Regions from separate parts of the Sus scrofa genome. Here region 1 is linked to region 2. A link is a contact called in public Hi-C data. All regions are on one chromosome and are shown on one strand. Each heading gives the region's core, a stretch centred on a gene start, on an enhancer-like site or on the middle of the called end of the contact. The rest is flanking DNA. Distances are from core to core; before and after follow the strand shown. Region 1 overlaps NT5C1A (cytosolic 5'-nucleotidase 1A). Region 2 has its middle 26 kb from the start of HEYL.

Evidence for each region. Hi-C and Micro-C count contacts between places; a contact is called where the count stands out from the background.
Region 1: a Hi-C map of liver shows a contact between it and region 2, with 4 times the contacts expected there. The contact joins two enhancer-like sites. A contact is called at or near these places in 3 of 5 promoter capture datasets (fetal skeletal muscle, liver and skeletal muscle), 25 of 47 Hi-C or Micro-C datasets (adipose tissue, alveolar macrophages, brain and 14 more) and 1 of 2 datasets of contacts at active chromatin or transcription factors (skeletal muscle).

The regions. Positions count from the first base shown.
Region 1 is chr6:95,473,027-95,478,937 of Sscrofa11.1, forward strand. It overlaps NT5C1A (cytosolic 5'-nucleotidase 1A), which reads right to left. Exons shown (of 7, transcript XM_021095989.1): 7 at 233-5,911. Among named protein-coding and RNA genes, the nearest start is that of HEYL, 16 kb to the left of the region's middle. Within about 2 kb of position 1,580, at least 13 of the 83 cell types and tissues checked have an H3K27ac peak or open chromatin away from gene starts, as enhancers often do. A contact at or near this core is called in liver, where this site is marked.
Region 2 is chr6:95,430,137-95,436,529 of Sscrofa11.1, forward strand. No RefSeq gene overlaps it. Among named protein-coding and RNA genes, the nearest start is that of HEYL, 26 kb to the right of the region's middle. Within about 2 kb of position 2,790, at least 11 of the 83 cell types and tissues checked have an H3K27ac peak or open chromatin away from gene starts, as enhancers often do. A contact at or near this core is called in liver, where this site is marked.

The sequences.
Region 1 (5,911 bases), core at 330-2,829, 42 kb after region 2:
GTAACAGCAATGCCGGATCTGAGCCACATCTGCAACCTACACCACAGCTCATGGCAACGCCGGATCCTTAACCCACTAAGTGAGGCCAGGGATCAAACCCACAACCTCAGGGTTCCTAGTTGGATTCGTTAACCACTGTGCCACAATGGGAACTCCCCCCCATCCCCCCATTGGTATTTCTTGAAGGGACCCTAACCCAGTTTGTGAAGGGGGATAAGAAGGCAACATAAGCTTATTTTAAGTCTCCAATTTATTTGAATGGCTTTTAAGAAGCAGAAGGCCAGGTTGTAACATGAGGTGTAGGACAAGCATGAGCAGTGAGAGGGATCCACGCTGACAAGCACGTAGCACCCTTTGTCATGGGACTGGGTGAACGCGCCAGGAAAAGCATGGGCAGTCTCAGCACAGGCAAAGGAAGTCCCTAGATGAAGAAGCACAAGCTCCACCTGCTTAAGGAGGCACTTAAGAGGTTTACCGTGGAGAGCAACCCAGAGAAGCTAGATTAGAAGGAAAACCAGGGCAGCCCATGTTTATAAAAGACAGAAGTAGAGCAAATGGTATAAAATAGGGCTTCTGACAGGTAGATACAAGCACATTAATGTGTAGAGGTTTCATCTGACTTGTTTTTTTGTTGGTGGGGGGACATTTATTCCTCCATATCCACAGCATGCAGAAGTTCCCGGGACTTCAAACCCCCACCACAGCAGTGACAACACTGAATCCTTAACCACTAAGGCCACCAGGGAACTCCAGAGGCTTCATTTTAAATACTGGTCTAAATTGAGGGTACCGAGATGCTTTTCAGTAGAAACTTGAACTTAAGGATATGTGTGCTATTAAGTTCATAAAGAAGTTTGTCTGTACACAGTTTAAAACAGGGGATGAGCGTGGTTATCTCCAAGGTCTCAAAAAGATCCAAACTCTGTGAGTCTGAGTGTAACATCCTCACCCTCAGAGTTTCTTGGGTCTGAAAAACCCGATTCACTGGGCCTGGGCCAGAGGGTGCAAACTGGAAATTCAAAGGCTGGATTTAGCCTGCAAGATGTGTTTTATTTGGCATGCACAGTGTTTTCTCAATTCAAAATAGTTGCCAACATTGAAAAGTCCAGATTTCCAGCTTCTCTTGGAAAACGGGGTGGAACATCCGGCAACAGCAGCCCACATTCCCACACGGCAGCAACCGTGTCAGACGACAGCATATGTGTTGTCTGTTTTGCAACTATCCTTACCTAATCCTCTTTGCTCATTGACGTCTCCTGCCCGACACCAGATTTTGTGGCCTGGTCAGGGTGTCCAGTCTATGTGGATCTCATGATTTTCTACCTGGTGCAGCTATAAGCATAGCCTTGGGGCTTTTACCCTAATTCTGTAGCTGACCCATCTTAACAGTTGGCCCATGTAGGTGCATTCACCTGCAGGCCAGGAGTGTGGGAGCCAAGGGTCCCATCTGCAGAGTTTTGGTTTATCTTACAGTAACTGAAAAGTTGCCAGTTCGATTTCAGTTTCATAAACTAAATCCCAGAGGCCTCTTGGGGATGGCTCATCAGGCAGATACTTCCTGATCAAGGCCAAGGGTAAGTCACTTCTGGGCCAGACTAGAACACCCAAGCAGAGGAAGGAATCCCAGTCTAGGCTGGGCTGGGCCAGGAGGCAGGAAAGAAGGCAGCTTTCCTAGCCATGGCCATGAGGTGACCAGGGCAGCTATGTACAGTTAGGTTTTAAAGGTGCCAAGGAGGTGTCACTCACACCTCCTTGATATGGCTCTATTTGCATTTGCACAGTGCACTGTCTGCTCAACTGTACATGTGGGCCCCAAGACTGTCAAAGGGAGGGAAGAAACAAATAGAGATGGTGAGGCAAGTGCAGCCAAAAGTGATTCTACCAGTTTGTCCCCAAGGCTGCAGGGATGAGGGGTGGAAGGCAGAGGGTTGGAAGCCAAGACCCTGCTAGCCAGAGACTAAAAGCTGGAGAGATAGAAAAGGCGCCTGGCCTTGCACATGTGTAAATGCCCATGAGATGATAGGAAGAGCCAGAAGTAATCCCAGGAAGCAGGGCTGGCCATCAGTACGTAGGGCCCAGGACCCTTAGTTAACAGAGATAACCGTCCTGCGCGCGCGCACACACACACACACACACACACACACACACAGAGTCATCAGCAGAGATATCTGCCTATTACACACACCCACAAAAACATGCACACATGCAGTTTTTACCCTGTTGCACACTCATATGAAATGTGCCCATACAAGCAATCACAGTGATTGTTGGTAAGAGCAATCAGCTCACCACACAGGTATGTTAGCAAACATTTTCAGAGCACCAAAAGTCCTTTTTGTCCAAGCTACCTGCAGGCGTCCAGCACAGCACCAAGTAACATGGAAGAGAGAAAAATAACAACCAGTGAAATATAACTGTTACGAAAGCCAGCAGCTGAGCCTTGGCCTGCAGCGCCACCTACTGGTAGGAGGGGTACTTTGTACTTTGCTTGAAGATTGGGTGAAACCTGGGACACTGCTTCTCAGGCAGCTCCTTCTAAGGAAGTCACCAACAAGATGCTCTTCTCCTTCCTCTTTGTGTTCTGTCCGAGTGGGGTGAGACCGTGGAATCCTCAGGGTTGCAGCACAGCAATGGAGAATGAATTTTCAGGGCCTCGCACACTGCCCCTGGAGAGCAATATCCAACACCAACAGAGACGGCAAATAGGCTTTTCGTCGCTCATGCCAGCTCCAACCCACTAGGAGTGGCTGGCTGGAATGCTGGGTCAAGGAGGATCCTGAGGCCAAGTCTGGGCTTCACATGGAAGAGTGCCATGATGGAACAGTGCCAGCCACCACGGCTGTGGGCAGGACTACTTCTACACGTGCCAGTCCCTAAATCTGATTTCTCCAGATCCACACTTCCACCGTGATGGGGTATGTATGTGTTTATTGCTCACTCCCTCACCGCACAAGAAAACTGCCATTTCTGACTTTACCAGAGTTTTACCTCTCACTTGATCGGTAACTTCTGAGCCGGCTACTGTCTTCCTTTGGGACCATCTTCGTGAAGAGCTTGTTCTTGCTTCCACAGGGAGCATATGGATGACTCGTTAGATCTGAGTCCTTTTTTTCTTTTTTGTCTTTTGGGCTGCATCCATGGCATGTGGAAGTTCCCAGGCTAGGGGTCAAGTTGGAGCTGTAGGTGCCAGCTTACACCACAGCCACAGCAACGCCAAGATTCAAGCTGCATCCGCAACCACACCAAAGCTCGCGGCAATGTTGGATCCTTTAACCCACTGAGTGAGGCCAGGGATGGAACTCACATCCTCATGGATACTAGTTGGGTTCTTAACAACAGGAACTCCCAGATCTGAGCCCGTAAGTCCACATGGGGCACTTCACTTTATCCAAAACTAATATTTAGCTAAGGCACATCCAAAAGCACTTATTACTTCCCAAGAGGCCCTGAGAGGGCAATGACGAGCTGAGAACAGCAGAGCCATGCCAAGCAGATGCTGGACAGCATGCTAGGCTCAGCCCTCTCCAGGGGTCCCACTCCCTGCCCCTCACCCAGCAGCTTGGGAGAGCACACTCAAATCAAATGCATGCATCAACATTCCAAATTACAACAGGCCACAGGTCACTTGAACACCATCAAACCTTGAAATCTTCAATCCCCAGATGCCAAGGGTCTGCTGTGTTTAGCATCAAGGTTCTCGTTGGTGCCTGTAATCCCAGCCTGCAGATGGGCACGGAACCCCCTCGTGCTGCCCCCTCTGCAGCTGAGCCAGCCTCTACCTCCAAATGTTTAGGTGGATGGAAGCTGGTTTCCCCACAGGTGGGGGACGTTTGCCTTAACCCAGGGGGTCAGCAGACTTTTTCCGCAAAGAGCCAGAGAAATATTCCCAGCTCCTTGGTCTCTGTTGAAACGGTTCAACTCTGACACTGAATTCAAAAGCCCAAGACCTATGTAAACAAATGGGCATGGCTATATTCCAATAAAAGCTTCTTTACAAAGATAGGGGTGGGCTCAATTTGGCCCAAGGAGCCACAGTTTGCCAAACCCAGCATCGGCCCAGTATAAACTGGGGTTGTCTGGAGGTACTTCAGGGCTCTGCAAAGGTCTGGCCTTCGTTTCAGTTCTTAGCTCTTTAGGAAGCTGGTAACAAAGATGTACCCATTTAAGTCTATCATAGCATTTTAACGTACAAGAAGTCAACATGTTGAGAGACTGTGAGCTGAACACTTTTGCTATGAAGCTCTTTTGGCCACTTCTCTGCACATGGATGGGCCATATGGTGGAAGAGTTGAGCAACTGAGTCTCAGCATCAGACACACGTGAGCTTGAGTCCTCCTGCTGCCACTTATTAGCTGTGTGACTTTGGGCAACTGACGTTACCTCTCTCAACCAGCATGGCCACAGGGCACCACCAAACAGAGCAGACACTGGCCACCATGCTGGCACGGCCTCCTGAGGCCCTTTGTTCCTGGGTTGTAGGAAGATGGAGGGGCCAGGGTGGCTGAGGCTGTGGGGGTAGGGGGTCCTCAGAGACTCAAGCCAGCGCTACTTACAACCATTATGGAGGTATTTCAATATTTTAATCACTCATTTGGCTGGACTGATGCACACCAGTTGAATAGCATTAGAATGCTGGATCCATCTTGGATTTAAACTTCTTGCTGGTGTTGACTTTCTGGCATCTTCTGCTGCTTCCCCATCATTCTGATTGGGCTCTCAGGAAGGGGATGGGGCTGTTTTGCAGTGACCTTGGCAGTCTCAGTGCATAGTAACAGGGCTTCTGTTTTCCTAAGTGGCAGTTTCCATTGGGTCTGGGACTTGGTTGGCAAGCATTTCCTGGGACGTGTTGTGCAGGAGTCATTGCGGTGCGAGGCTTTGGGTTCAGCATGTCAGGAGCGGTGGCTCCTCTGCCCCAGTGCTGCAGTCTGCAGCTGGGCCTGGCACTTTGGTGCACCTCTGGTTTTTTCATTTGCCTGCTGATACAATAAACAATGTCCTTCTCCCCAGGACGCTTCCTCACCACTTGAAACAATCAGAAGGTGTGTCTGGCAGCTGCCTGCACCTGCCCCCAGGACTTCTGGCCTTTGATTCCAGCCACTGAAAGCTTCCCCCCCCACCCCCACCCCCTAGGGCTGAAATGTTCATTTATGGTTTCAATAATAGTTTGGACACTGGCGTCTCTCATGGCCCAGGGCTGTCCAAATCTATTAACAGTGCTCCAGTGAAATACACAGATTTGCTACACCTTATTTTGCTGCTTCCCACATCATACTCTCCTGCTTCCTGAGACAGCCGGCAGAATCAACGATGTTTCTTGAGAGGCCCCTGGGGCAGGACCTCTTGGTATCTGAATCTCTGGGATTCATCTTAATTAGGTGACATCCGGTGCTGCCCTCACAGTGCATGTGTCCACCCCAGGGGTTGAGTTTCCTCTCTCACTTCCTTTTCATTTCCTCGAGCTCTTCTTAAGTCTTGCAGCATCTCTGGCCAAGCCTAGAGCTTTGGCAGAGGGAAGATCTCCCAGCCAGGCCCTCTGCCTGAGGTCTCCTCTGTTGGCCAGAAGGGTCGTGACTGTTGATGGCAATGGCCTTGTGCAAAGGCATCCTTGTCACTTGCACTTCCCCTGATAAGGTGTCCACAGCCGCGGCCTTTGTCCAGCCACCCGGCACAGCGTTGCCCACCACAACAGCCAACCTCTCGGTGGCTCCAGCACTGACAGAGGAAGCCCAGCCAGGGACTCTTCTCACCCAAACTGTTGCTCATTTCGCTTTGTTCTCCCTCCTGGACTATCTTCCTGACACGACCATCTGCCCTACACTGCCCAGAACCTGTGCCCCTTCAGACCCTGGGCCGAGTCCTCAAAAGAACACAGGTCAGGCCCCAGGTAGCCTGTCAGCCCTTCTCCTGTCCC
Region 2 (6,393 bases), core at 1,540-4,039:
TGGACAGAGGATTGGATAAAGAAGATGTAGTGCTATATAAAGCCAAAAAAGAATGAAATAGGAGCTCCTATCATGGCTCAGCGGTTAACAAAAAAACAACTGGCATCCATGGGGACGCAGGTTCGATCCCTGGCCTCACTCAGTAGGTTAAGGATCTGGCATTGCCGTGAGCTGTGGTGTAGGTTGCAGACTCGGCTCGGATCCCGAGTTGCTGTTGGCTCTGGCAGAGGCCGATTGCACCCCTAGCCTGGGAACTTCCATGTGATTTTGCGCACGCGCAGGTGCAGCTCTAAAAAGACCAAAAAAAACCCTCCAAAAAAAGAATGAAATAATGCCATTTGCAGCAACATGGATGGACTTAGAGATTATCATACTAAGTGAAGTCAGTCAGACAGAGAAAGACAAACATCATAGGATATCACTTATATATGGAATCTAAAAAATATATATACACAAAATTACTTATTCACAAAACAGAAACAGATTCACAGACTTCAAACTTGTTATCAAAGGGAAAAGGTCAGGGGGAGGAATGGATTGGGGGTTTGGGATTGGCATATGCACACTCTTGCATAAGGGACCGGCTGTGCTGCACAGGGAGCTCTGCTCAATATTCTATGATAACCTATATGGGAAAAGGATCTGGAAAAGAATCTGAAAAAGTGTGTATGTGTGATATATGTGTAACTGAATCCCATTGTTGTACAGCAGAAATTATCACAACATTGTAAATCAACTATATTTCAATACAACTTAAAAAAAGTGGAGAAAAGCGGGGGCTGCCAGAGAAGCCTTCATTGAAGTAACATTTAGCAAAAACCAGGGGAGGGGGAGTTCCCGTTATGGCTCAGAGGTAACGAACCCGACTAGTGTCCATGAAGACAAGGGTTTGATCCCTGGCCTCGCTCCGTGGGTTAAGGATCCAGTGTTGCCCTGAGATGTGGTGTATGTCACGGACACTGCTCAGATTCCGAGTTACTGTGGCTGTGGCTGTGGCTGTGGTGGAGGCCAACGGCTACAGCTCTGATTCATCCCCTGGCCTGGGAAACTCCATATGCCGTAGCTGCAGCCCTAAAAACAAACAAAAAAAACCAAAAGCAACCAGAGGAGGTGAGAGAGCGAACTTCTGGATATCTAGGGGCCGTATGGATGTGTGGATGTCCAGCACTCAGGCAGAGAGAGGAGTACGGGTAAAAGCCCGGAGGCAGAATGATGCTTGCCTTCTAGAAATGGCAAAGAGGCCATGGTAGCAGAGGCCGATGGGTAGTGAGGTGCAGGTGATGACATGCGGCTGGAGGTGAGGCATGGAATAGAGAGCCAGTGACGGCCTCGTAGCCTGGGGCTGGCCCTGGCCTTTCTGTGGGCTATATGTCATTGGAAGATTCTGAGCAAAAGAGTGACATCACCGGACGTGTTCAAAGCTCCCGTGGCTGCTGTGAGGGAATGGACTTCAGGGCAGGTGGAGGCAGGGAGCCCAGGGAGGAGGCCGCTACAGGGGTCCCGAGGAAAGATGGATGGGTGCTGAGGGCTTGGACTGGAGGGCAAAGGTGCTGGTGGTGAGAAGGGGCCAGATTCTGGATCTGTTTTGAAGACAGACCTGAGAGGATTTGCTGAAGATTGGTTCTGAGCTGTGAGAGAAAGAGATGTCAAGGACAACGCCAGGGCTTGCTTTTATTTATTTATTTATTTATTTATTTATTTATTTATTTATTTATTTATTATTTGTCTTTTTAGGGCCACACCTGCGACATATGGAGGTTCCCAGGCTAGGGGTCGAATTGGAGCTACAGTTGCCGGGCTGCACCACAGCCCCAGCCACGCCAGATCTGAGCCGCATTTGTGACCTACACCACAGCTCATGGTAAGGCCAGATTCTTACCTCACTGAGCGAGGCTGGGGATTGAATCTGTGTCCTCATGGATGCTAGTCAGGTATGTAACCTGCTGAGCCACAGCAGGAACTCTCTATTTTTAATTTTTAAAATTATAGTTGATTTACCAAGTTCTGTCAATTTCTGCTGTACAGCAAAGTGACCCACTCATACATATATATTTTTTTTCTCATTTTATCTTTTATCATGTTCTACCACAATTGATTGGATTTGGAGTTCCTATCGTGGTGCAGCGGAAACGAATCTGACCAGGAACCATGAGGTTGCAGGTTTGATCCCTGGCCTCACTCAGTGGGTTAAAGATCTGGCATTGCTGTGGCTGTGGTATACACCGCAGCTGTAGCTCTGATTAGACCCTTACCCTGAGAACCTCCATATGCTGTGGGTGCGGCCCTAAAAAGACAACAACAACAAAAGACACGATTGGATTTAAGCAACTAGCAGGGCAGAGATGTCACTTCCTGAGACCTGAGGACTGGGGGAGGACTGTGTCGGGGAGAGGGGTGGGGTGGGATTCAGGAGTTTAGTTTTGGACCTGTTAGTTTTGGATGCTTCTTGGAGATCTGGCTGTTGGATATCCAAATCTGGACTTCTGGGGCCTGGGCCGCAGAGGGAATTCTGGCAGCTTTGAGCTGGCCTTGCCCATAACCACACAGGGAGGTGGAGGAACTCGGCCCAGGATGCAAGCCTGTGTTCGCCACTCGGCATCTCAAGCGTGGGCTGTGTCCTAGGGAGCCTGCTGCAGCCCCTGCACCTCCCCACGCAGGGTCTCCTCACAGAAGCTCCCGCCTCTGTGCCTGAGGCAGGGTGGATAACACCCAGGCCTCCTCCCCACTGTTCACAGTACTCAGTCATTGCACCGCTGGCCACAGTTATTCACAGAAAACAAGAACAAGCCCCAAACTCAGTTACTTATTAATCTAGCCCTGACTCAGAGCCAAGTGGACAGGCCTCATTTTCTCCCCAGAGCTGGTTGGTTGAGGGAAGGCATCTTACATGCCAACATCAATAAATTAGGTTTGGGGCTCTGGGTGGTGCTGTCTTAACAGGGGAAAGGGTGTGGTAATTGATTAGTAATGTCTGCCATGGGCACAGGATCAAAGAATGGTTTCTCACATACCAGATATTTGTTATTCCTTATCAGCCTGCCCATACTCACAGGCTTTTGTTTGTGAGGGCCTGTCACAGTGTGATCAGTTAGACAGCTTCCTGAGATTCTCAGGTTGAGTGAGAAGCTTTCAGCCCTGCTTGAATCAAACAGAAAGAGCCCCCAAAGCCAATATCTATCACTGTCTCCCTCACCCCACCAGCTAATAATAAGGGCCTCTCAGTAGCCCTTTGGGTTGAATCGAAGATTCAACTTCACAGACAGAATCTGGGGCCCTGGTGAGGATGTGGCTGTGACCATAGTCTCACGATGTCTTTCTTAGTGGATACTTTATTGGAGGAAGGTGGACCCCTTCCAGGGCCCAGAAGAGGGCTCTTGTCTAACACTCGGAAATGAGCTGTCCAAGGAGACACACATGCTGACAAAGCAAAGGACTTTATTGGGAAAGGGTGCCTGGGTGGAGAGCAGCAGGGCGAGGGACCCAAGAGAACTGCTCTGCCACGTGGCTTGAAGCTTCAGGTTTCATGGGAAGGGGGTTAGTTTCTGGATTGTCTCTGGCCAATTTTCTTGCTTGGCTCACATTTGATCCTACTTGGGGGCCTTCTTGGTAGCGCGTGAAGATGGATTTTCAACTCCAGGGATCCTGGGAGGTTGGCTATCTCCTCCCTCCTATTGGCCCTTCCAAAATCCTTCTGGTTAGTTTTCAGGGCAGCACCGTGTTCCTTAGAGGGCCTCCCATTGTGAGACAACTCATGCAAGAGGCTATTCTCGTGCCTGCCAAGGTGGGTGGTTTGAGTCAATGATTCTCTAACAAGGTGACCTCAATGGTTGTGGGTTTTTTTTTTTTTCCTTTTTGTCTTTTTAGGGCCGCACCCTAGGCATATGGAGGTTCCCAGGTTAGGGGTCCAACAGGAGATGTAGCTGGCAGCCTACACCATAGCCAGAGCCACATCTGCAACCTACACCACAGCTCACGGCAACATCAGATCCACAACCCACTGATCAAGGCCAGGGACCGAACCCACAGCCTCATGGTTCCTAGTCGGATTCGTTAACCACTGTGCCACGACGGGAACTCTGAACCGTTTAGCTTTTTATGGAAATATATTTTATTTATTTATTTTTTTTCCCACCTCGCCGAGGCATATGGAAGTTCCCAGGCCAGGGGTCGAATTGGGCTGCAGCTGCCAGACTACATATACCACAGCCACAGCAACTTGGGATCCAAGCAGCATCTGCAACCTGTGCAGCAGCTTGGGGCAATGCTGGATCCTTAACCCACTGAGAAAGGCCAGGGATTGAACCCACATCCTCACAGAACTATGTCAGGTTCTTAACCTGTTGAGCCACAACAGAAACTCCACAAACATATTTTAAAGAGAACTTAAGGGTCACCGTGTGTATAAGTTGGATTTATTAGCTTTATAAGAATGAACGTTTAGGAAGGTTTTGTTATATTGGTTAAGTGAAGTACTGAAAAAAGAAATCAAAGCCATTCATTTACAAATGTACTTTAGGGAGTTCCCGCCTTGGTTCAGTGGTTAACAAACCTGACTAGGATCCATGAGGATGTGGGTTTGATCCTTGGCCTTGCTTAGTGGGTCAAGGATCCAGCGTTGCCATGAGCTGTGGTGTAGGTTGCAAATGCGTCGCAGATATTGCATTGCTGTGGCTGTGGCGTAGGCCGGCAGCTGTAGCTCTGATTCGACCCCTTGCCTGGAAACCTCCATGTGCCATGGGTGTGGTCCTAAAAAGAAAAGAAAAACAAACAAACAAAAACTAAATGCAGTTTAAAATGTTTGCAGGAGTTCCCGTCGTGGCGCAGCGGTTAACGACTCCGACTGGGAACCATGAGGTTGAGGGTTCAATCCCTGCCCCTGCTCAGTGGGTTAACTATCCGGAGTTGCCATGAGCTGTGGTGTAGGTTGCAGACGCGGCTCGGATCCCGTGTTGCTGTGGCTCTGGTGTAGGCTGGCGGCTACAGCTCCGATTAGACCCCTAGCCTGGGAATCTCCATATGCCACGGGAGTGGCCCAAGAAATAGCAAAAAGACAAAAAAAAAAAAAATGTTTGCAGATGCACTGGAACAACATTGTAAACCAACTATACTTTAATAAAAAATAAAAATAAATAAAATGTTTGAAGATGCAATTTGTAAAATTTCTCTTAGTAGCCTGTGCTAAAATCTGCTAGATTCTCAAATGTGATTTGTAAGTTTAATTTTAAAGGTTAAGAAAGAACTAGTGTTGGGAGTTCCTGTCGTGCTGCGGCGGAAACAAATCTGACTAGGAACCATGAGGTTGTGGGCTTGATCCCCGGCCTTGATCAATGGGTTGAGGATCTGGTGTTGTCGTGAGCTGTGGTGTAGGTCACAGACGTGGCTCAGATCTGGCATTGCTATGGCTGTGGTGTAGCTACAGCTCAGAATAGACCCCTAATCTGGGAACCTCCATATGCCTCGGGTGTGGCCCTAAACATGCAAAAGAAAAAAAGAAAGAACTAGCATTTTGAATCAGAAGCATTAATGAATAGAAACAAATTGTGTACTCCAAAATAAACTTCTAAATAGTCTTTTTGTGTTCAAAAACCATCCTCAGAAAACAACCCAAACGATCACTGACAGAAATTAAAAAATTGTGGTCCATCCATGCGGTGGAATACTGCTCAGTAGTAAAGAGGAAGAAACACTTGATTGACAGAACCTGATGGACCTCTAAAGCACAACACTAAGTGTGGGGAGCCAGCCTCAAAAGGTTAGACTCTATGATTCCATCGTTTTTTGCTTTTTAGGGCCACACCTGTGGCATATGGAAGTCCCCAGGCTAGGGGTCTAATCAGAGCTATAGCTGCCAACCAGCAACACCAGATCCAAGCCATGTCTACAACCCACACCACAGCTCATGGCAACGCCAGATCCTTAACCCACTGAGCAAGGCCAGGGATGGAACCCCCGTCCTCATGGATTCTAGTCCGGTTGGTTACTGCTGAGCCACAGTGGGAACTCTGGTAGAAGGGAACTTTGGGGGGGGCCACAGAAATGTTCCACATAGCATTTATGGTGATTACCCGCATGTATGCATTGTCGGGACTCATTACATTGTACATTTAGAATTGGTAATTTTAATTGTATGTAAATTACACCTCAATTGCCCCCCCCTTTTTTTTTTGGCTGCACTTGTGGCATGCAGGAGTTCCCAGACCAGGTACTACTACTGATCCTGAGCCAGAGCAGTGATTGACCCAAGCTTCTGCAGTGACAATGCAGATCTTTAACCTACTGTGCCTCAAAGGAACTCCCACCTCAATGCTGTTTTGTTTTTTGGGGGGGCCACACCTGCAGCATATGAAGGTTCCCAGGCTAGGGGTCAAATCAGAGCTACAGCTGCCGGTCTAC